Regions from separate parts of the Zea mays genome. Here region 1 is linked to region 2. Evidence: chromatin contacts called from public Hi-C data. All regions are on one chromosome and are shown on one strand. The core of a region is the stretch at or near the end of the contact, and the rest is flanking DNA. Distances in the headings are between cores, read along the strand shown.

Evidence for each region. A called contact is a pair of places that touch in the nucleus more often than the background predicts.
Region 1: a contact with region 2 is called in a Hi-C map of leaf, with 5 times the contacts expected there. The contact joins the promoter of LOC103640823 here to the promoter of LOC100192785 in region 2. A contact is called at or near these places in 5 of 25 Hi-C or Micro-C datasets (bundle sheath, ear, endosperm and 2 more).

The regions. Positions count from the first base shown.
Region 1 is chr10:9,203,992-9,208,716 of Zm-B73-REFERENCE-NAM-5.0, forward strand. LOC103640823 (long chain acyl-CoA synthetase 9, chloroplastic) reads left to right here and starts at 3,175. Exons shown (of 12, transcript XM_008664290.3): 1 at 3,175-3,366; 2 at 4,224-4,725. The coding sequence starts at 4,304. LOC100304399 reads left to right here. Exons shown (of 18, transcript NM_001165835.1): 15 at 1,758-1,814; 16 at 1,901-1,949; 17 at 2,132-2,198; 18 at 2,285-2,588. The coding sequence ends at 2,375.
Region 2 is chr10:8,960,983-8,966,250 of Zm-B73-REFERENCE-NAM-5.0, forward strand. It overlaps LOC100192785 (5-formyltetrahydrofolate cyclo-ligase1), which reads left to right and starts at 2,842. Exons shown (of 7, transcript NM_001358553.1): 1 at 2,842-3,283; 2 at 4,007-4,097; 3 at 5,046-5,268. The coding sequence starts at 2,939.

The DNA of each region.
Region 1 (4,725 bases), core at 1,925-4,424, 240 kb after region 2:
AGATCTACCAATCTATTTGAAATCACAACATTGCAATCCAAATACCACTCCACAAATCTCCAAAACCACTGCACCAAGCCACCCCCACAATGCTGGCTAGATCACAGCACCACCTGGAGAAGGCCAGCCACGCCTAAGAAATCCAATACAGTAACGGCCAAAACCACCCAAATCCCAAACCAAGAACCCACTGGTAACCAAATCTGGCAGCAATTCAGCTCGATCCGAGCACGCCATACGCCGACGACTCAAACACGATTCCGTGCAGCCCACGGGCACCAGCGATTGTGCGAAACTGAGCAGCGGGATGTAGGCGCAAGCAATACGAGCGGGAGGGGTGGGAGGGGGGAGGAGGCATGAACCTTGCGAACATAGCCGTACTCGCTCTTCATCTCGTAGCCCTCAAAGCTGGCGACACGGTGGTTGTACGCCACGGCCACCGGCAGCGAGAGGCGTCGGCCTAGGTTGGACTGCGCGCCGTCTTATAGTGATCTAGTCTGGGAGGGGTAGCGGACAGGAGCGATGGGGAGGAGGGATACACATGCAAGGTGCATCGGCGCGGAAGACGGTGTCAGCGGTCGTCGCCATCGAGGGAAGAAGCAAGCGTCCTACTTTGGGCAGCGCGAGGAAGGAGAGGGGGGAGGCGTGCTAGCAGCGACAGAGCGGGGAGGAAGAGGGCAGCCACAGGCCAGAGCGAGCGTAGCCCCCCATGGCATCTGGCCTTCCCTCCTTACGGCGCCCATGGGACAAGAAACCACTCACAGAAAATGGAAACATGGGTCCACATGTCGATGAGCGGGAGGCAGAAGCCCCGCCAAACGAGGAGACGGCTCCAAAAGTCGTGTAGGTTTTGTATGATCACATAGTTTGTGATGGAGGTATCCTGATCTGAGGTAAGATTTAGCTACCATAAGACATCTTTTCTGGAGAGAGAAATTGAGAAAAGATATGCAGTCAGAGTGAACAAGGTGCTTGGATGCATCTTGCTTTCCTGACCCCATCCATCAAATCCAAGAAATTACCTCCCACACCTGAGAAATATGTTTCTGCACATATGTTTGGTTTCCTCCTCTTCTCTCCATCTGTCCCCTCACTTTCGCCTCAATCTGAATTCTCGATTCAGATGTTCTCTGGCGCCAACTGGTTAGATCTGCTATCTGACCCACTGGCCTTATCAAATCTTGAAAGTCTCGTGAATTGGATGTCAATTTTCAGAATTTCTTGTTTTGCACCTGCTCTGCTCAAGCCTCCCCTGACTCTTCTGAATGCTATATCAGTGTATCACATCATCACTCTTGATCTGTAGTGATCACTGTATATATGTTGACGTTAAATGGGCATATTACTGGGGCAACATGTGAGTAGGGTGACAGCAAGTGCAAGTAGACAGGGCCAGACATGCCCAGGCAGGGTGTAGGACACTGATGGACAAACTCACAAGCACCGGGTATGACAATGGTGAGTGTGCACTAGTCCAGATCACTGTGGTGGAAGGAACGAGCATGTAGGCCTGCTGGTCAGAGGTTTGTATCCATATATAGGGCAAGGTGTGATGGTGATAGGTGGGTGTGGGTGTGAATTGCGATCCTACTTCAACGGTGGCAGGCTGCCCTGATTGTGCGCACATATGCATGCAATGACAATGTTCTTGAGTGCGGACTTTGGTGCACTCTTTGGATTATTGTTGTCTAAAGTATCCTTTCCTTAGATGATGAGAAGCTCTAAATTCTAAATTAGTAAAACTGCTTCGTTTACAGGCTGTCCTAGGTGGAACTGTCACGGTACCAACCCTCACTGGAAATGTTACAGTCAAGGTATGCATTCTTCACTCTTCTGAATTTTCAAATTCTTGTTGCATGATTTCTTAAAGGTTACCTTGCTTGTCGTATTATTTGTCCAGGTTCGTCAAGGTACCCAACCTGGAGAGAAGGTCGTCCTCCGGGGCAAAGGTCGGTTACTAGAGTTACAACAAAACCCTTTTTTAATGGATTCTTTGATTAGTTCAGCATTCACTCTGGCCTTTTGCCCCTTGATAACTGGTGAAAGAGAAGATATTGGACAGTAAATATTAGTTTTTCTATTCTTTTGTTGAATTGATAGTATTGTAATTAACATTTTATATACTTTTCAGGAATAAAAGCGAGGAACTCGCCAGTGTTTGGGAATCAGTATGTACACTTCAATATCAGGGTTCCGACGTATGCCTCTTCACCTGCAGCAGATCTTCATTTCTATTTTATTATTCAAAGAATTGAGGTAATCACGATGATTTTCCTGTTTCCAGGGATGTGACGCAAAGGCAGAGGGAGCTGATAGATGAGTTCGATAAAGAGGAGTGCGCAGACCGGGAAAGACCTGCGGTTGCCTCCGGATGAAGTTTTTGGTTCAACCATTAATTAGTTTTAGCACCACACTAGTTTGATGCCCTCAATTTCTCCAACCCGCCATAAGGTGCTGTAGGCACCAAAAGCTTATTGTAACATTTGAATCTTATATAGCATCTACCCAGTGTGTAACGTATACATTACGCGCTAAATTATTGTACCATTTTCGATTTTTAAACAGAAAAGATAGCGGGGGTTGTCTTCACTCTTCAGTAACATTCTTTTGGGGGTGTGGTTGTGTGCCAAGAATGAAGAGAGGGGATATTGGCAGGAGAAAGTGTTTTTGAATTTAATACGAATGTCATGGTACCAATTTTGTGTCATCAAAATTATGTATCACTAGAGTAGCTGTTATTAAAGGCAATCCTAACAACGAAATAACCATTATAATTTCAACGGAGAGATTACCCTCTGACATTCAGTCGGTCGAGTATATGTGTATATGTGGTGTACTGTTTTATAAATGTATAGGCAAAAATGATCTAACCAGTATAATCAAACTATCAAAAGTTATAAATTTTCTGGAAGAAATTATATATTTTTAAAAAATAGATATACCTTATTATTTACTCTATTAATATATTAAAGTTAAATTTAAATTTATTATAGGTAAATATATATAAACATTTCTAATATTTTTTAATTCTACATATTTATATATTTTTTCATTTTTTATAGAATAGATTAGAACTTGAAATTGGCAAAGCGGGCTGCAAAATGCGGCCCATTATGTACGCTTTCAGGCCGGGCTCTATAGCCCGCTTATCCGCTAAGGAAGGGATTGGATTCGATGGGGCCTGATGGAGCGGAAAGCCAGCCGCAGCCGCCAGCAGGCGAGAGCGACATAAGTGGCGACTGGCGAGAGAACCAAACCGGAATGTGTGACGACTGACGACTGAGGTCTGACGAGGCGTAAACCTCGCTGACTCGCCCTGCCGCCGCCCCGCCCCGCCCGCGCGTTCTCCGCCGTCGTCCCCGGAAGGTTCGGTGCCACCGCTCCTTCTCCCTCTCTCATTGTTGTCGTCGCGGTGTGGAAGTGCGCTGTCCAGGTGGACGGGGGTTGGCCGGTTGGGGGTAGTGACGGCGGCCTGGGCGCGATCTGAATCACTCTCGGGGGAACTCGTGGGGTCTCATTACTCGTTGCTAATGCTTTGTATAATTGTTCCATGTTTACTGCGCCGTGCCTGTGCCTGTGCCTGTGCTCTGTAATTCTCTCAGAAATTACTACTGAATTAGCATGCTATGTCATGAGCTGAGACAGTTGTATATATTTAATATAAAACCAGGAGTGGAGGAGATGGAGGAGGGAGAACAAGTACGTATGCACTATAGTCGGTGATGTAGCACTTCGCAAGTACTGTCGAAAGAAGCTTGTTCCACTTGACTCCAACCGTTTTTTTAGTTTTAAAAATAGTACCATTCCAACTATTCTTTCCTTATCTTTCCTTTCCTTTTTCAAAAACTTGTCCAGTAACTTTTATCACTGCCCACTAACTTTTGGGTAACCCGTAACAAAGCAGGAGGGATGCTTGTGTTAAGTTCAATTCTATAATGACAATGAGAGTATGAGTATTAAATGCATACAGGGGAAAGCTGTATTAGAAGGTATAAATGAATAGCTATACAGACTGCACTACTTGACTTTACTGTATTGGATATAATGGTGTAAAGTCAATCGGTCCATTTTCTGTCCCTAAGTGGAGTGGGTGCGCTTACTCTGTTCACCAGGTCAGATAACATGACTAATCGTGCACTTCACCTCTTCTTTACAAAGTCACTTTGATATCGCAACCTAGACCTGAAACCTTGAAAACTTCTCACTGTAATACTTATCTGCAGGTTTTTGCCTCAGGGCATGTGGATCTGTTAGTTCACCTGCTGCAAGCAAGTATAGCTATAGGGTTGACCAGTGCAGAAGTATGAATCCTTACTTTGTTGGGATTCTTGTCCCCGTCGCGGTCTCCCTGCTGCTCCGCAAGAGGAGAAAGGCCCAAAGGATGAGGGGAGTGCCAGTTGAGGTTGGTGGGGAGCCTGGATATGCAGTCCGTAACTATCGTTTTGAACAACCTGTTGAGACACACTGGGAGGGGGTGTCCACACTTGCTGATCTGTTTGAGCAATCTTGCAAAGAGTATGTATACATGCCACTCCTTGGCACAAGGAAGCTCATTTCAAGGGAAACTGAAGCAGCACCTGGTGGGAGATCGTTTGAGAAGCTGCATCTGGGCGAGTATGAGTGGAAGTGTTATGCAGAGTGCTTCAAGAGCGTTTGCAACTTTTCATCTGGACTAATTAGAGTAGGTCACCAGAAGAATGAACGTGTTGCTATTTTTGCTGAGAC
Region 2 (5,268 bases), core at 1,592-4,091:
CCGAGAACAGCGCCCGTCGTATGGCCGGCTGAAAAGACCCGCGGACCTGGTGGTTCGGGCGAGGGGCTCCGATCCTCCTCACTGTCGTAGCATCCCCCGCGCCTGGGGTGGTAGCCTCGGCGCACCTTCTCCTCGAGGCGGGCTCGACGGTCGCGGCGGTGTTGCTCGTCGCCGAGGCGATCCCGGGCGATAGGTGTGGCATCGTCAATGATACGACACTAGACGTCCCGGGCCCGATGACGCGCTCCTCCGGCGAGTGCTCGGCCCGCCCATTCCTGCTCGATGTTTTGTCGGAGCTGCACAAGTCGCCCCGTTTCTTCGTCGAGCTTGGCCTACATCTCGCGGAGTTGCTCGAGATGTGTGCCCTGACCCCCCGCAGGGACTCGAACCACAACTAGCTCCCGCAGGATCTCAACGCGAGACGCAGGCACAGGGGCGTCGTCATTTCCTGGCATGCCGAGGTGGTTGTCTTCGTCGTGTTCTCCCTGATCGATGTGGAAACACTCGCGATTTGGGTCGTAACCCTCGTCGTCAAAGCTGTGGCCATCGTCGGAGTAGCCAGAGAGGCAGTGGTCACATGCGGACATGAAGTCTCGCACGACACTGGGATCATGGAGTCCGGAGAAATCCCAACTGAAGTCGGGGTCGTCCTCTTCCTCGGAACCCGCGGGCCCGGAGGTTGAGACGACCGTCAACAGGTCCCAAGTTGACCACATATGGTACCCCGGAAGGTCAGGATATGCCCTTGCGAAAACGCTCGCCGAAGTAGGGTCGCTCGGTGGATCGAAGCTGAATCTAAAAGGAACAGGATGGGAAACGGATGGTACCTCTTGGTTGATGGACGGTGGTGAAGTCGCATCGGGGATGGAATGCGCCGTTATCTCAAGTGCGAGACTAATGCCCGACAAGTCCCTCGCAAGGGTGCTGGCGTCATTAGTCCGCCTGGGGTTGGCACGTTGCTGGGAAGCGACACCCGTCATTGTCCCAGGTGCGAGGATAACACCCGACATGTCTCCGACAGGGGTGCCGGCGTCGTCGACTCGCTCTGGTCCGACAGCCGACGAGGTGCCGCCTCTTGCCTGGCCATGGTTGCTCCGTCTCCTCCTCCTCCGGCGAGGAGGGTGGCGGGGCAAACCCGGGTGTTCCTCTTCCGCCACGGGGAGATGTTGTCGACGAGATCGCCTCCGCCGGGCGAGCCGACGACCGTCGTTGTTGTCGTGTTGCGGGGGGAGGAGTACCATGTCGTAGCTGCCGTCGAGGGACATGAACTCGAGACTCCCAAAGCGGAGCACCGTCCCGGGCCGAAGAGGTTGCTGAAGATTATCCATCTGGAACTCAACGGGAAAGTATTGTCAACACGCAGCCGAACCCCTACCTGGCGCGCCAACTGTCGGCGTTTTGGACCCGCGTGGACCCTCAACCGACTAGTGAATTTGATGTTGCGTGTCCCTGCCCAGATGGGTTGATGCAAGATGAAACACGAGAGGGGGGATGAGGCTTATATTATCTTGCACCGGGGTGCTCGTAGTAGGGGTTACAAGCTTCGTGGGAGAGGGTTTGACCTTGGAGCGAGCCGTCTGAGTTGGCCTCCTTTTGCGTCCACCCCTCCTCCCCTCGAAGGCCCTGGGCATCCCCTTTTATAAATACAAGGAGATGACCCAGCTGTACATATGAGGTGTAGCTATGTGCTAACGTGGCAGGTGGAGAAGTGCTTGAGCCCTGTAGAAGCGTAGCTGACGGTGCGGTCCTGGGTCCTGCTGACGTTTCTTTGCCTTCGTAGAGAGTTGAGAACAATCGACGTCATGGACGCAGGCAGAGAACCATCATTACCTGTTGCCGGAGTAATCTAGATGGGACACCAGTCTTGTTCCTTCGTAGCCTGATGCAACTAGATAGGGGTAGGGTAATGATGTATCCCCTGTGGCGTAGTCGGGCCGAGGTCGGGCGAGGCGGTGACTTCTCCTGAGGCCGAGGCTGAGGTCGGGCGAGGTTGTGACTCCTCCTGAGGCCGAGGCTGAGGCCTGGGGTCGGGCGAGGCGGAGACCTTCTCCCGAGGGCGAGGCTGAGGCCGAGGCCTGGGGTCGGGCGAGGCGGAGCTCCCTGTTGCACCCGAGACTGAACTCGGGGGAGGTTGTGACTTACTGTCGTTAGTTTTACCCTGGTGGTTGGCACAGTAGTCGGAACAGGGTGAATAGTGTTGTTTTCCTGTCAGAACGATCAGTAAAGGGGCGAAGTGACTGCGGTCAATTCGACCTTGCCAACTGAGACGCGTGTGTCAGAATAAGGTGTCAGGTGATCCCCGCATTGAATGCGCATGCGATACGGTCGATGGTAAGGCGATTTGGTCGAGGTTGTTGTACGACAAAGTTTGTCCGAGCTTGGCCTCGAACGAGCCGGGGGTGCGCCCACTGCCTGAGGAGGCTCTCGGGCGAGGCGTGAATCCGTCCGGGACTACTGTTCTTGCTCGAGGTCGGGCTCGGACGAGACGAGATCGCGTCCCTTGGTAGATGAGGCTTTAACTTTGAGCTGTGCTTACCAGTCTTTACGGCCTGTTTTGAAGATGTTTTCCAGCCGTGCTTAAGAGTATTGGGGGTACCCCTAATTACGGTACCCAACAATAATAGTACTTACAATTAATTATTTATTGTATATATTTAACAAATGATACTAGTTTCTATTATTCGAGACTGAATCAAAATTATGAGTCTATTAGAGTTCGGTTCCTAAAATTATTTTGAAAATTTTGATTCTTATTTTTTTCAGATCCTAAAATTTCACAAACTCTGAATTATCCAAATAGACCGAACCCTACGTGCGGGAACGTTTCGTTCCGGTGAAACCCGCTCTCCCGTTTTCTATAATTGCGAAAATATCCCGAATCCGTGGCTTCCCTTCCCTGGCGCGCGAGTGACGAGCGTGCGCAGAAGCTAGCCAAGCGATGCCGCTCCTCTTCCCCGCCACGCCGCCGCTACCGCTGTGCCGCGCCGCGCGCGTCTCACGCCGCGCCACGGCCTCCGTGGCGTCCGCGGCCAGGAGCTCGTCGTCGTCCTCGGCCTCGTTCGACGCGGCCGCCTTCGAGGCCGAGCGGCTGCGCCTGGACGCCGCGGCGCGGGCCGGGATGGAGTCCACCGCCGCGGCAGCGGAGGCCGGCCCGCGGGCCTGGAAGTGGGCGATACGGAAGCGGGTGTGGGACGCGCTCGAGGCTGAGGGCATCGCGCGGGACCCGCGCCCCGTCCACCACCGCATCCCCAACTTCGACGGCGCCCCCGCCGCCGCAGACGCGGTACGCCGTACGCGCGCTCGCCCTCGTTCTCTCGCCCGCCCGTTCTGCGCCCTCCTACCTAAGCCGACAGCAAGTTTCTCCGGAAGGAATCGGAGCTGAATGGCGGCCCACCTTTCGTCTGATGTGAAATTATGCCGACAGCAAATATGCAAGTTAGGCTGTTAGTGTTAGCCTTATAAGCGAAATTATGTCAAATCAAATTGTGTTTCAGTTAGAGTGTTATGTGGAACCCTGCATTGCATTTGACCAATCCGATCAGGCACCTGAGTGTTTGGTCTGCATGCTTCATAAGGTGGTGCACTGGTGCTGGTGCATGGTGAGTTCACCCCATGAATTTTGGTGAAATTAACTCATTCCTCATGCATATACTAATTATTAACTTGTGAGGAATGATATTGTGATGGATCAAACAATTCCACGAATTCTATTCCACAAACCAAGCAAAAAAATAATGAGTAAGAAGATGGACCGTCTCATTCTTCAAACCAAACACACCCAAATGTTTTGGTTTCTCTAATCCAAATTGAGGGCTCAAAACATTGCTCTCTTATCATCTGTAGGAGCAAGAAATTATGATTGTGCGATTAAGTTATCGCTTCTGCTGCACTTATTGATCATTCATTACATAATTTGTAACATCAACTCTTGTTTCTATTCCTGTTGTTTTGTAAATTGTTTCGCGTGCTCATCATTAACACCTGCAACGTTTCGAACTGTCACCAGTTGGGGAGGCTTGACATATTTCAGAAGTCCCATTGTGTAAAGGTCAATCCTGACACACCTCAGAAGCAAGTTCGGTTCTTAACATTGTCAGGTCTGTACCTATAATTGCTACAATTTATAATGGCCTAATCGTGTCTACGTATTATTTGTGGCAGCAGCATATTAGCATGTGCATAGACTTTGTCAGCACATATAAAAAAAATTAAAACTCTGGTGCATCTAGTTCCTAGATTGGCTAAAACAAGTAGCTGTCAGTATCATCAACCTTTCTTGAAGATAGCTTGTTTATTTCTTCTCAAATGCGCAGGAGAGTGCGAGCCATTTATTGAACAGGAAAGAGTATCCAAGTGTACAACACCACTCACACAAGACAGTAGGTCCTAGAAAAGGTTTCAAATGTCCCTATAGCCCTGACTCCCTGAGTGCGCACTGTAAGGCTCCCTCCTCTGCTGTTCACACCAGCAAGCTTGTGCTCAGAGAAAAATTACCAAAGAGTTAAGTCTTCCTCTATGCTGTTTGTCCACCATCTTGATTGCATGGCACCACCATCATGGAAGCTAACTCTGTCAGTTTGAAAATCTAGTGCTTTTAAGACCAATTTTTGCAGAATAAGTAACCACACCTGCACCTCCCTTGAAGTTGCGCCAGGTTACTGTAGTTGCTTTTCTGGTGTAAGGTCGTATGATCAAGCGTGCTCTGAATTAGTCAGTGGAGCATGATATACTAGGTCGATTCATGCTTATTGCTGCATAGTTAATTTCTCGTTGTAATGCACCAGTATGTAATTGTATCATTCTGTTTCCTGATTAACTTCATAAGTTAATAGCACTTGATCTCTCAATGAATTTCATGCTGCAAACCAAAGCATATACTGGTTGGTTAGTGTTTCAGGTTTTCTGTACATTTTTTCTAGCTTTCGATCAGATGTACCCATTCTATTAAGGACAAACACTGCAATCATGCTAAACTTCTTGCCTGAGAATTTGAAAATGATTTGTTTGCTTCTCCTTTTGATTCGGTGCTACTTTTTGTCATCTAGGTGATAAAAAGCTGTTGACTCCGCAACCTCGGCTAAGGACAGGATTTTTCTCAGTTATGGACTCTCAGATGATACCTGTTGGGTGCATTCCTGAAGCATGCACTTCTGTTGGTGCAGCTAAATATGGGAGGCCAATTGGTTTAGATGAAAGCCTTAAGGTGGATTTGATTGTGATTGGGTCAGTGGCAGTTGATCCAAGTTCAGGAGCACGGTTAGGGAAGGG